Linked DNA regions of Mus musculus: region 1 is linked to region 2. A link is a contact called in public promoter capture Hi-C data. All regions are on one chromosome and are shown on one strand. The core of a region is the stretch at or near the end of the contact, and the rest is flanking DNA. Distances in the headings are between cores, read along the strand shown. Region 1 holds the start of Steap2 (six transmembrane epithelial antigen of prostate 2). Region 2 overlaps Cdk14 (cyclin-dependent kinase 14).

The links. Promoter capture Hi-C pulls out the DNA fragments that hold promoters and counts their contacts.
Region 1: a contact with region 2 is called in a promoter capture Hi-C map of the 3T3-L1 cell line, with 3 times the contacts expected there. The contact joins the promoter of Steap2 here to the enhancer-like site in region 2. A contact is called at or near these places in 6 of 39 promoter capture datasets (the 3T3-L1 cell line, cranial neural crest, liver and 1 more) and 1 of 9 other capture datasets (liver).

What each region holds. Positions count from the first base shown.
Region 1 is chr5:5,690,072-5,696,273 of GRCm38.p6, forward strand. It overlaps Steap2 (six transmembrane epithelial antigen of prostate 2), which reads right to left and starts at 4,018. Exons shown (of 6, transcript NM_001103156.2): 1 at 3,887-4,018. All of the region lies in intron 1 of Gm40262 (a long non-coding RNA gene), which reads left to right.
Region 2 is chr5:4,991,107-4,997,595 of GRCm38.p6, forward strand. The region is part of intron 10 of Cdk14 (cyclin-dependent kinase 14); the gene reads right to left. Among named protein-coding and RNA genes, the nearest start is that of Fzd1, 240 kb to the left of the region's middle. Within about 2 kb of position 2,460, at least 40 of the 459 cell types and tissues checked have an H3K27ac peak or open chromatin away from gene starts, as enhancers often do.

The DNA.
Region 1 (6,202 bases), core at 2,768-5,267, 700 kb after region 2:
TGAGGAAGTGTGTCACTAGGCATGGGCTTTGAGGTTTCAAAAGCCCATGCCAGGCCCAGTCTCTCTGTGCCTAAATATCAGGATGTAGAACTCTCAGCTCCTTCTCCAGCACCATATCTGCCTGTGTGTCACAGTGCTTCCTGCCATGATAATAATGGACAAAGCTCTGAAACTGTAAGCAAGCCCCCAATTACATGCTTTCTTTTTTTAAGAGTTGCCTTGGCCACGATGACTCCTCACAGCAATACAGCAGTGACTAAGATAGCCCCTAAGATTATTTTTTTTCAGTTTAGGATTCCTTGACATTCCTCTAGCACATTGGCAGCAGTTGGGCTAAATTGATTTTGGAAAAAGAAAAAAGAAGAAAAAAAAAAAACAGAGCCTAATTTATATTGCATGGAAACATCTAGGACATCAGTTGTTGGATGACCGCAATTCAGAAAAGAGCTATCCTCAGAGATTCTCATGACTTTCACAATCTGATGACTGCTATCGAGCAAATCAAATCCTGCAGAGCCATGAGGCAGGTTACTGTATTCTTCACAAGCTCATATCCAAACCTCCTTAACGTACTCTGAAACTCTAACAACCTCTCCCTATAGCCTCTCTGCTCTCTACTGACTTCTAGATTATCCCTTTTCACTGGAGATGTTGTTCTCTGTCCCTCAGCACGTGTCAACAATCTCAAGACTTCACCATTCCAGGAGATAAACCTTTTTTTTGGAGCCAGGGTTTCCCTGTGTAGCCTTGGCTGTCCTGGAACTTGCTCTGTAGACCTGGGCAGCCTCAAACTCAGAGAGCTGACTACCTCTGCCTCCCAAGTGCTGGGATTACAGGTACCACTTCTGCCTGGTAGCGTTAAGCATCTTAACCTCGGGGTCTCTTGTTTTCATGATTTGTTCATCAAAAGCAACGAATCTCTGCCTCCAGGCATTCACTTTCTGGGCACATCCAGTACCTTCCTGATAACCTCAGCTTAAACCTTCACAGTGATGTCTAAGAGGCAAAACAACTTTTGTTTATGGATCTCTCATTCCATTCCTGGATTCTCTTTAAACCCAGCCTGTGGACACTGAGAGTAATTTCATTGAAAAGATTCTTACTTGCCACCACATACACTTAGTAAAACTCTAGAAGAACCCAGCTACCCATTTTCTCTGTATCTCCACTCAGCTCTCTGCAGAATGCTAATGAAAAACCAGACAAACATGTTTACTAATCTCATACATCCACGATAGCCGCCTTCACCCATCAAAAGCCACCCATCTTCCCAGTCTCCCCTGGAGACCACCCTTTCTGCCTTCTAAAGGCATCGGATCATAGCCTTTCTCATGACATCTCAAACCTAACAGGTTCAAAACTCAACTCTACCTGCAGTATCCCAGCTTCACCACTCCCTATCGGGTGCTCAAGCGATGACTCTGCAGTGGGGATTCAATCTCTATGCTTTGTTTGCCCTCACCAGGAAACCCCTGTTCTTTGGTTTCATAGTGTCTTGTAGCTCTCGCTGGTCTGGGACTTGCTATGTAGACCAGGCTGGCCTTGCCTCATAGAGATCTGCCTGCCTCTGCTGAGATCAAAGGTGGGTGCCATCAAACTCAGCCCTTTAAAGTACCTCTTATGCCTTCTCTGAGGACACCAGCACACCCAACTAGCCCAGGTGCTCTTATCTGTTCTCACATCAAACCTTCACCCCCAGTCCTCCCCCTCCCCAACTCTGAGATGAGGTCCCCTGTGCTGTTGAGGCTGGTCTCAAACTCCTGGGCTCAAGTGCCCCAGCCTCAGGACCTGGCACCTGAAGGGCAATATCGTCATGCCTCGCTTGCCAGTATCTTATCTTTACCTTTCAGTCTCTCTTCACTTTTTACCTATACCCACTCTCTACCTAAGAGCTGTGGTCCCCTTAAAACACAAATGGCATAAAATATTTCTCTTCCTTAAAAGTCAACGGCTTCTTCTCATACCTGACTGTGACCCAAAAGGTCCCAAATATGACAGCTTCTGCTCACCTCTCCAGCCTTATCCTGATGGCCCCATATTTCCTACTGCCCAGCCCCAGAATTCTTTTCAAGAAGTGGAAAAAACAGATCTCTTTTCCACCCGACTCTGCCTCCTACAGATGTGATTGATTCCAGCCTACTCACCAAGCATCTTCCAGCCCCTGTTAAGTTCCCGGGGAGTTGTTTTAAAGAAGTGCTTATTTGCTCTTGGACTGTTTACTTAAATCCTCAAAACACACACACACACACACACACACACACACACACACACACTCCTATCCACTCTGCCTGGCACATACCAACTATGTATGCAATGAATGTTCTTTGTCACTAAATGCATTTTTATAAACACCAAGGCCAAAGAAAATGTAATGAGGCTCTAGGCCAGATCTCTCTTTCCCATGGTTAAGATCCGTGGGCCCAAAAGGCCTCAGAGGATTTAAGTGGTGTGTCAATGTTATGTCTATGTCAATGTCTTGGTTACCTCAGAGTCATAGTTACAGGCTGAGCAAAGAGTAACTGCACCTCCAGATATTCTGCCTGCCTCTTTTCTCACAGGCCTAGCCTTTTGAGCTTTCGTTGCATCTTTACCCTTCTCTTTTTTCTGTATCATGTGTAATCATTTTAAAATTCTGCCTTTATCTGTGCTCTGTTCCAGTGCTAAAGTACAATTATGCTCATTCAATAGAAGAGCATTTTCCATAGTACCAGTACAATAAGAGTGATTTCATGAAGCTCCTCATTCCCATCTTTCACAATTAGCTAACTTATCACTGCTGAAACTGCCCCCCAGCCCCAGCCCCAGCCAGCCCACCCCGCCCAGACTAGCTGAGAGGCAGAAACCGCAGTGAATGCCACCATCTCAGGAGCATCTCCAGGCAGCCTGATAGCTGCCCCGGTGCAGCTAAACACTCTGGTTTTCCTATCTTACGTTTCCAAATAGGTTATCTTGAGGATGCGGGGGATGGAGGGGGGGGGGTGAGTACAGTGTCAAAGAAAACATCAACTCAGTAAATAAGTAATTAAAAAAACTATTAAAAGGGTGGTGGTAGGGTAGACTAGAGAGAAGAAGGTTGCAAGCAGTGGGGTGGTTAACTGGGGCTTTAGGTAATCAAGTACTGAGGGTTGAAGTGGGGGCAGGAGTCTGAATTTTATTTCACCTACAGTGATGGGCGATAATTAAATGTGGGTCAGAATAAGTTTTTCTACTTAAAAACAAACAAACAAACAAACAATCTGCCTGAAGAGTAAACACTGACACCAATCCTGCTTCACAGGATAGTGAAGATAATAAATGGAATTCTCCCCGACCACAGGAAAAATAAAATCTCTTTATCTCCCTATGTTATTTTCAGAACAAGATTTTTAGGGCATAATTTTCAACAAGTTTCAGCTGAGGCTGAACACGGGACGCAGAGGTAATTAAGGACACTGAAAGACCAGACCAATTACTTCTAAACGCAAAATGGCCTGAGCACACCCGGATTACATGACCGGGTTTATAAGCAAAGCCACTGCAGGCATTATTTACCTGTTTGGCAAGCAGTGCTGTACGACAGTGAAAAGTGCCGCATCAATCCAAAGTGGCTGGCAAAAGTAACCTGCGGGTCCTTTCCCTTTCGGGCACATCCGACCTGGGACAAGGTCTCTCCTGGCCTCCTTTCTGTTGGGCCCGGACCCGAGGACTTCCCAGAGCTCTGGGAAGACCGACGGGGATAAGGGGGCGGAATGCGTGCGACGGACGCCCTCCAGCACCCCTCCCACTCGCCCCCTGGCCAGCTCCAAGCCCCCCCCGGAATCCGGGAGGAAAGATGCGGCTCCCGCACAGCACCCGCTGCTCGGCGACCCCGGATCGGCCACCTCGGCGCTCTGGCCACCCGGCTCACCTCCACGCCCTCTTCTCCGAGCCACGCTCGCAGCGCAGCGCCGTGGCTCCCCCGCGCCGAGGGCCCGCCGAGCTCCCGGGCCTACGGAGTGCTCCTCCCGCCCAAGCTCCTCCTGCCCCCGAGCCGGACCGCGCCGCGCCGGGGAGGTGGAGCAGGAGGAGGCGCGCGGAGGCAGGGCTGGCGGTGACGCGCAGGGGGGCGCGGGTCGGTCGGGGCAGAGTGCGTGGGGACCCACCCGGCCGCGGTCCCCACGCCTGCGCGCGATCTTGCGGAGACCCCCCGTGGGAGCAGCCCTACGTGGATCCCGCCCGCGTTTACACTCCACTACCTCCGAGACGCTCGCCACGCCGCCCCGGACTTGGCTTTGATTAGTGCCCTCCTCCCTGTCCACCCCCCTTCTCCCTACTCTGTTCCACACAAACCTCGAAGAAAGTGCGCTTTTTTTCTCCCTTTCGGCTGCATCATGTCCTTGAAAGGGAATGATCAGAAATGCCCTTCCACGAACCGCATTTTAAAACTCCCTGGGACTGGAGGCCCTTCTCAGCCGTGGGCTGTAGGGGTTAGTCTGTGGACTCTGACCTTCCCTGTCGCCGGTGCCCCCGAGCTCTGTGCGGACTGGAAGGTGAAGCCGAGTCAGGAGACCAGCGTGCCTGCGGAGAGCTGCAGTGGCCTTGGAGCATCCAGGGTTCGCTGAGCTGTGTAAGGGCACCTTGCTTTCTCTAATCCCCCCCCCCCCCGATTTTGGATTAACAAGTAGATGGGGATCTTTTATTTACCTTTTTAGTCAAAAGTGTCAGTGGAGATTTTTTTTTAATATAAAACCAATTTGTCGAAAATTGTCAAATTTACTTCCCCCACCCTCAGACGTTAGTAAATTCTCATTTCAGCAAATTAGGTTTAAAAATTATCTTTCTTGGTGGTTTATTAACTAGACAAATCAGAACAAAAGCAGAAGAGGGTCTTAGATCGATCCTCAGGGCACTGCACTTTCCCCTTTGAAAGGCATACACAGATTAACCTCTGCAAGTTCAACCTGGGAAACATTCTTTGTTTGATCCTTGTGAAAAGCATCTCTTCCCCACCCCCAAATACATACAGCTGAGGTTTAAAGTTTAGGCACAAACTCCGCTGTTAGTGATGTATTAGGGGGAAAGACTGACAACTGGGAAATACTTTCCATTTTGGTAACGGGGAGAAAAAAAATCCTTACATTTTATATCAGTGTTTATTGTTTCACTTCAACTACTGTCAAATAGTGAAAACAGCAGGGTATTTCTAACACTTTTGGAGGACCAGTGGAGGAAACTGCTGTGTCCTTAGCATTTGGTGAGAAGATGTAGCTTTCCAATCACATAAACAAAAGCATTACATAAGGTCTAGCAAAGGTTATCACGTTTTTATTCTCAGTTGTACAAAGCCATAAGTTATTACAGAAAACAGGTAAGTTGTACATTTAAAATATCTTTAAAAGCTGTTGAGACATGGACTCTGTTTATTTAAAAAAAAAAATAGTATGCGAAACCATTTGCCTCCCAAAAGAATGAATGAGTCAACAATTTCCAGAAGGAGTATCTGCTTTTCATACTTGAACTGTTAAAATAAGCAAACATCCTCCATGGGTGGAAAATGCCAGGCTGGCCCAAAGTGCTCCAAAGATGGCTCCCGGTCCAGTTCATGAACCGGTGGCCATCTTTACCAGTGATTTCCAGTTACAGTTTCAAAGTATATAAAGTTGATTTCGCAAGCCTTTTTTCCAGGTCATGAAGCACTCTCTGAGAAGTGTCCTCAGTTCCCTGAAGTAATTTATTCCACTGAAGCACAGCAATAATTCATTAAATAAATCTCTAGTGGCCTAGAGGTGTTAACATAATTTCTCCTTTGAAGTTATTATACAAGTGGATAACTTTGAGATGATAGCGCCTAAAGGAACTTTAAGCACCTGGAGCTCTCTGGCTCTCATTCACCAAGAGCTTTGTGTCCTGGGTGTCAGGCACTCTTGAACAAAGCAGGACACAGAGTGACTACAAGTCTTTCAAAATTTATTGTTTGATGGGTGTCTTAGTTAGGGTTTTACTGCTGTGAACAGACACCATGACTAAGGCAAGACTTATAAAGGACAGCATTTAATTGGGGCTGGCTCTCAGGTTCAGCGGTTCAGTCCATTATCATCAAGGTGGGAGCAGGGGAGCATCTAGGCAGGCATGGTGCAGGAGGAGCTGAGAGTTCTACATCTTCATCTGAAGGCTTCTGACAGAACACGAACTTCTAGGCAGCTAGGATGAGGGTCTTAAGCCCATGCCCACAGTGACACACCTA
Region 2 (6,489 bases), core at 1,210-3,709:
TGCTCCTGTGGTGGGTGGTTGGAGCTGAGGCGGATTTGTTTGACTGCCAATTACTGGTAACAGTTATCTGGTTGTTATACATTTTATAAATGTGTCTAGCAGTGCTCTGAGTGTTTAGAAAATGCCTATCAGAACTTAGTGTTCTATGCCACAGGCTGAAGAAGACTGGCCCTGGTTAATTCAGTACGTAGCTCACATTTCACTGGAGCACAGTGTGTGAGGAAGGAAGCCCCAGGAAGGTCTGGGTTGAACACTGTTCTCCAAGGAAGCATGCTACACTGGCAAATTATCTGAGACATAAGCAGGCTTCTGCAGAAGTGGGTGCACTGCATGTTGGAAAAGAAACTGGGCTGGGTAAGAATACTGAATCACAAACCAGCAACACTAGGAAAGAGTATGCTGATGGGAAGTGCAAACCAGCCCAATGCTTTTAGAGAATTATCTGAGAAGTATGTAAATGTTGGGGATGCACCAACCAGTCCTGGACCATTTCTGCAAAGAAAATGTTAGTTTAGAAAGCTCTGGGCATGACATAAGGGCTGACCCAGTGGGCTTGTTCTTTCATGAGAGTGAGGTATTGGAGAACCTACATCTTCAGGAGTTATAGGGATACTTACTCAACCACTGTGACGGCTATTCCTGGTTGCCAACCTGACTATATCTGGAATGAAATACAATCCAGAAATGGAGGGCATACCTGTGATTCATATCTTGGGGCTGGAAAACACAGACTTTTGATGTGTATATTGAGACATAGTAGCCATGAAAACCTTGGGACCAGGAAGGGTGGTACATGCCTTTAATCCCAGAAGACAAAGGCAAGTCATCCTGAGCTCAAGGCTAGCCTGGGACAGTGCAAGTTCCAAGTCCAGGCTTGGTGACACACACCTTTCATCTGAGCCACACCTTCCGCTAGAAGGACTATGGAAGAAGGAAGGCCTCGTTCTTTTCTGCCTGCCTGCACTTACAGCACATCTTTTGGAATCTACTTGTTCAGGATTCCAGCTTATACAGAAGACCCGTTGAAACACTCTGCCTCCTAGGATTGAGCAACTACTCAATTCTTGGACTTCCCATTCACAGCTGCCCATTGTTGGGTTAGTTGGACTATAGGCTGCAAGGCATTCCAGTAATTTAATTTAATCTACAGAGACTTTCCATTAAGTTCTGTGACTCTAGAGAGCCCTGACTAATATACCCACACAAACTGGATTGACACATAGCTTCTAAAACAAAATTTGAAGGTTTATATGAAATGAGTAAGAAAACCATCCATGACTGAAATATGTGGGGAAAAAAAAAGAAAACAAGCTGAAATAATGCTCACTGCACCTCTGGAAATCAGCACAGATACTACCCTCAAATGTACGCTCTTCAGGGCCTGACTGCCTGGGATGAGAGCAAGGACACGCATGGGCTTTCTATCGGAGCTCCTAAGAATTACAGTAAAACGCTGACCAAGCTTGGCTTCTCAATATACACACTTCTGAAATCTACTGGGATGTGGAATGCTTTTTAATTTAGGAAGTCATAAGAGAAGAGAAGATCTGCAGGCATGGTGTTGAGTGCCTGAAATCCCACCTCTCAGAAGGCTGAGGCTGGAGGATCACGCAGCACTGTCACGAGTTTGAGCTTGGCCTGGTCTACATAGCAAGGCTACAAACACAAGCAAGCATCAAAAGACAAGAGAGGATCAAATGAGTGTAAGTGGAACCGTTTATTGATTTAGAGAAAAAGTAATAACAATGATGGGATATGACCAAATGAAGAAAGTGAAACTGGTGATACAAGTGTTGGTAGTAAGGGATTCATGTCAAGGGGCTCGTGTGCTTTCTGTGGAATATAAACAAAAGCACATGCTAAGGCCTGCTCCTCGTTACTCCTTTGCCCTTCCTGCTAGAGTCCAAGACTCTGGACAGACACAGCTTATACAGCAGGTGGAATGAAATATTAAGAATAATCCAAAGGGAACTTCTGGAGAAAGATGATTTCAGCCTCAGGATTTATTTTTAAGAATTAAGGAATGCCATGGGAAGAAAAAGTTCTTTTTCATAATGAAATCGGCCTGGCTATGCCTATTCTGAGCACTGCCAGCAGGCAGAAACAAGCTGTCTCCAGCCATCCTGCTGTTCAGGGCACTGCCTGTCTGCAGGGTCCAGCAGGGTCCACCCACAGGGATTGCTGGCACGATCTTGGGTAGAGATGTCTGGATCAGTCTGTAGCCATCACTGCCTCTAGGACAGACAAGGATAAGACTGGATGTCTTTATGAACTACTTCAGATCTTAAACCACAGCCGCCCACATCACCATCTGTTGAGTGCCATGTGGACGAAAAGAAAAATGCACGCTGGTCCTAAAAATACTATTTGCCTTACAAGGAACAATCCCTGATGGCTCTGCCTCCCTGGCCTCTGTTTTATATAACATTAATTAGAGATGCTAATTCTGTGTCAGAATGGTACTGTAGCCACACCCTGGAATGTGAAATCCTAAACCTTCAAGTTCTGCCAAAATGTGTCACTGCATCCAAGTGCAACAAATTCAGTTGGAATTTTTATATTCCATGGCTCCCTGACTGCAAGTCCATGGAACTGGAGTTGTAATCATTCCAGACACATAATTGCCACCATTAAACCATGCTATGTAAGCCCGGTTTTGTCACCTGTTAGTCAATAATAACATTATACGTATTCTTGTGCGTTTGAATAAGAAAAAGCTTTTGAAATTTTCAGCGAAAATTCATAAAACTAATATATATATTATATATATATTATTACATTATATATATATATATATATAGTACAAACTATCTCTGCTTTCAGTGCAACACTATTAAGCTCCAAGCATCTCCCTGTTACACTTCCCTCTTTCCAGAAGAAGACAGCTATCAGCTTTACTAGGTAAAAGATGTGTAAGGTACCCTAGAGGAGAAAGGAGTTTGGTCAGGAGACCATAGCAGTGCACTGGCCACCCAATAATGTTCCATTTCCAGCACTGTAGGCCTCTCCAGCATCACGTGCTTCTCCATCTTCCAGAAGCCAGCCAAGGACACAGGCTTGTGACTCTTAGCCTCCAGTCTCTGACCTGCAGTTGTGGTCCAGCTCTGGTCAAGCTCCCGCCTCCCAACCAGCCCTTTGCCTCTCCTGTCCCAGCTCTGTGAATACCTCTCATCTGTTGTCTCCATCATGGATCTAGGTGTTGATCGCGCTTGACTTTGTTGATGTTTTCAATTAGTTTTGCTTTCAATTGCATATCTCTTCTTTGACATTTATTATTGTTTTCTTTCCCATTGCCTTTGATTTAATTCACTTCTATTCTCCTACTTCATAGAATAAACACATAAATCATTGATGTCAAACTTCTCCATTTCCCAGTGTAAGCTTTTAATGCTGTAAAATACTTCAAAGCCTGCTTTAGCTAACTGTCACACATTCTGATGGGTTGTAGTCGGAAGAATCTGTTTGATATCTTAATCAAAGTGCAATGTAAAAGTTATTAAAGGCTGTTAACATAATTTGACGTTCTGAATCCTATGTGAAAGTTTACTTAAAACCATTTTCTATTTTCTCTTTTAGGCAGACAATCTCGAGGAATTTTCTTTGAACAATTTTCTTTGAATAATTTTCTCTTATCATGATCTTATATTATTTTGCAGGACTCTGGACAAAACTCTCCAAGCAACCTCTCGGCCACATCCTTAAGTAAAGGCTCCTGAGTGCTGCACTGGTTTTTCAGTTTCAACCAGGTGAATGATGGCAATACCCAAAAGAGTGAGAGGGGCTGTGGACACGAGAAATGCCAAGGCTGGATAATGTGTGGAGCAGAGCCTCGGGACATTTAGCAGTTTGCATTACACAGACGAAATAAATCCTCAGTTTTCTGAGATACACCATTGTTGTCTCTCTGGAAGTCTACCACCTTACAGGCTAACTCACCGAGGCTGGGCACCTGTGAAAATGAGAGTGCTCAAGCTGGAAGGCAGGGGAGCTGAGGTGGAAAGCAATGGAGACAGAATGGGTTCTTAGAAAAAGGCATGGTGATGTGTGGGCCAACTCAGCATCCAGTCTAGGAATAGAATGAGGAGAATTGCCTGGTTCACTAGGTTAGGCTAAAAAAGGGTGATAATTTAGAATGATTCTTAGATTGCTGGCTTTAGTTTCAATAGGTACTGCCACTTACTGAAATGTGGAGAACACGTGTGAGTTACTTCATTCGTGACACGTCAGAAGTGATTAAGAATGGCTACATCTGGGATTCTTATTAGACATGAAGAGGGTGGGTTACTAAGCAGGCCAAAGTGTTGCTACCATGTGCTACCATAACATACTTCCTGGACTTTCTCCCTGGCCACAATGGGAGGCCCCAGGAGAGAAGGCCAGTGTCTTATTTATCTTTGCATCTTGAGTCCTATTACAATAAACAACCTCGGTCATGTCATAAACATTTATTGATTTAATTTACAACTAGCATTAGTAAAAGAAATGCCAAGCTGTGAACTATGGAACAGGACACTATGGGGTTAAAATGCCTACCTAGGCAGCACAACTGATTTACATAACAAATAGCTAAAGGAACTCAGAAAGTGGTAATAAACACTTTTATGGAAACTATGTTTTGAGACATACAGGGAACTTTATGACTTTAATCTCAAACTGTTGGAGACATTAAGACAAAAATTTAAATATGGTGGAGAAAGCTGAACAATTCTGGTGGTTCTCATGGGATGTTTCTGGAAAAGCTTTTTTTACCCTAAATGTTCATTTGCATGGTAGGGGCAGGAATCAAAAAGGTGGGCTTTGGGAGTCTCCCAAGATTATCAGCGAAATTTCATTTAAAAGAGGAACGAAAGCTTCTGCTTCTCTTCTTCTTCCTCTTCCTCCTCCTTTTTTATTTATTAGGTATTTTCTTCATTTACATTTCCAATGCTATCCCAAAAGTCCCCGATACCCTCCCCACCCCCACTCCCCTACCCACCCACTCTCACTTCTTGGCCCTGGCGTTCCCCTGTACTAAGGCATATAAAGTTTGCAAGAACAATGTGTCTTTCTTTCCACTGATGGCCGACTAGGCCATATTTTGATACATATGCAGCTAGAGACACAAGCTCTGGGGGGTACTGGTTAGTTCATATTGTTGTTCCACCTATAGGGTTGCAGATCTCTAGCTCCTTGGGTACTTTCTCTAGCTCCTTCATTGGGGGCCCTGTGATCCATCCAATAGCTGACTGTGAGCATCCACTTATACTCTGGTTTCTCTTCAGATCATATAAACCTTTCGCCTTTTATTCCTCCTCCTTCTTGAAAGCTAAGGATACTCTAACCTCATTCTATAGGTGAAGAAAGTGAGCTCTACTGTTCTTTAGTAAGATTTCTCTCTTAAAATGCCTATTACCATATTTACAGATTTTCATCTCCTGGAACTATGAACTTCATACCTTTATAATAAATGGTCAAACTGTATCAGTTTTTCCCCTTTGGCTTTAACATCACATAACACATAGAATAGACCCTTCTAATATCTCTATCAGATTAAAGCTTTTGACAGCATATTATGGCGATATTTTAATAGAGATAATGCATTATATCCAAGTCAGCCAACTTTGCTCCATGAACATGGCCAGGAGAACACACAAATTACTGAGTATATCCTAATTTTCCTCCTACGCATTCAGTACGATTGCATACTAATAGAAGTTGGACAGAGAATAAAAAGACATGAATGTTTAACTCTAAGAAAAATACTGCCTTAACCAAGAAAAGAAAAACTGACAAGTGGAGCCATTATTGGAGGTTCCTTCAAGGTTATTTCCATTTTCATTAGATCATTTATTCAGCAGGTCTGGCTACAACATGCCATGGAGAGAATTTCATCATTTGATTTATTTTTTTACTTACCCAGTAAATGTTTTATCTTTCATCCAAACTGACAGGCTGGTATTATCAAAGCTAACCTGAGAATCATTAGCCAGGGTAAAATTCCTTTTTTTCATTATTTTATTTTATTTTACTTTGTTTTATTTTATTTTATTTTTTGTTAGAACACACAGACCTTAGGGGTAAGCTATCGGCCAAGATATGCCTTCAAATTCTTACCAGGCTTCCCGTAGGGAAGAAAGGAGGTAATTAATCTGTCATCCTAGATGTCGTACTGTGTCTCTACAGTATTTAAAAGCCAATTTCACTGTGATAAAATTTTGTCATAAATAGATGAACTAGAACAAAAGAAAAGGGACTGAAAGGGAAGCATTTTTAACCAAAACTTGCTGAACAGCATAAGAGGAAATATTAATCTGAAGAGTTTTTAGATCTCAAGACTGCAAGGGAAATCTATAGCAGCCAACTGACTGAAGCAGTATTTCTGCTTGCTGATTCAGTTACATATTCTGAAAAAGAATCTAGGTTGGAGAGATTTAGAAATACGTTGATTTTTCAATGGTTGATTTTTCAGCGATTTTGTAATCGCTCAGCTAATATGCTGATCTGATGGCG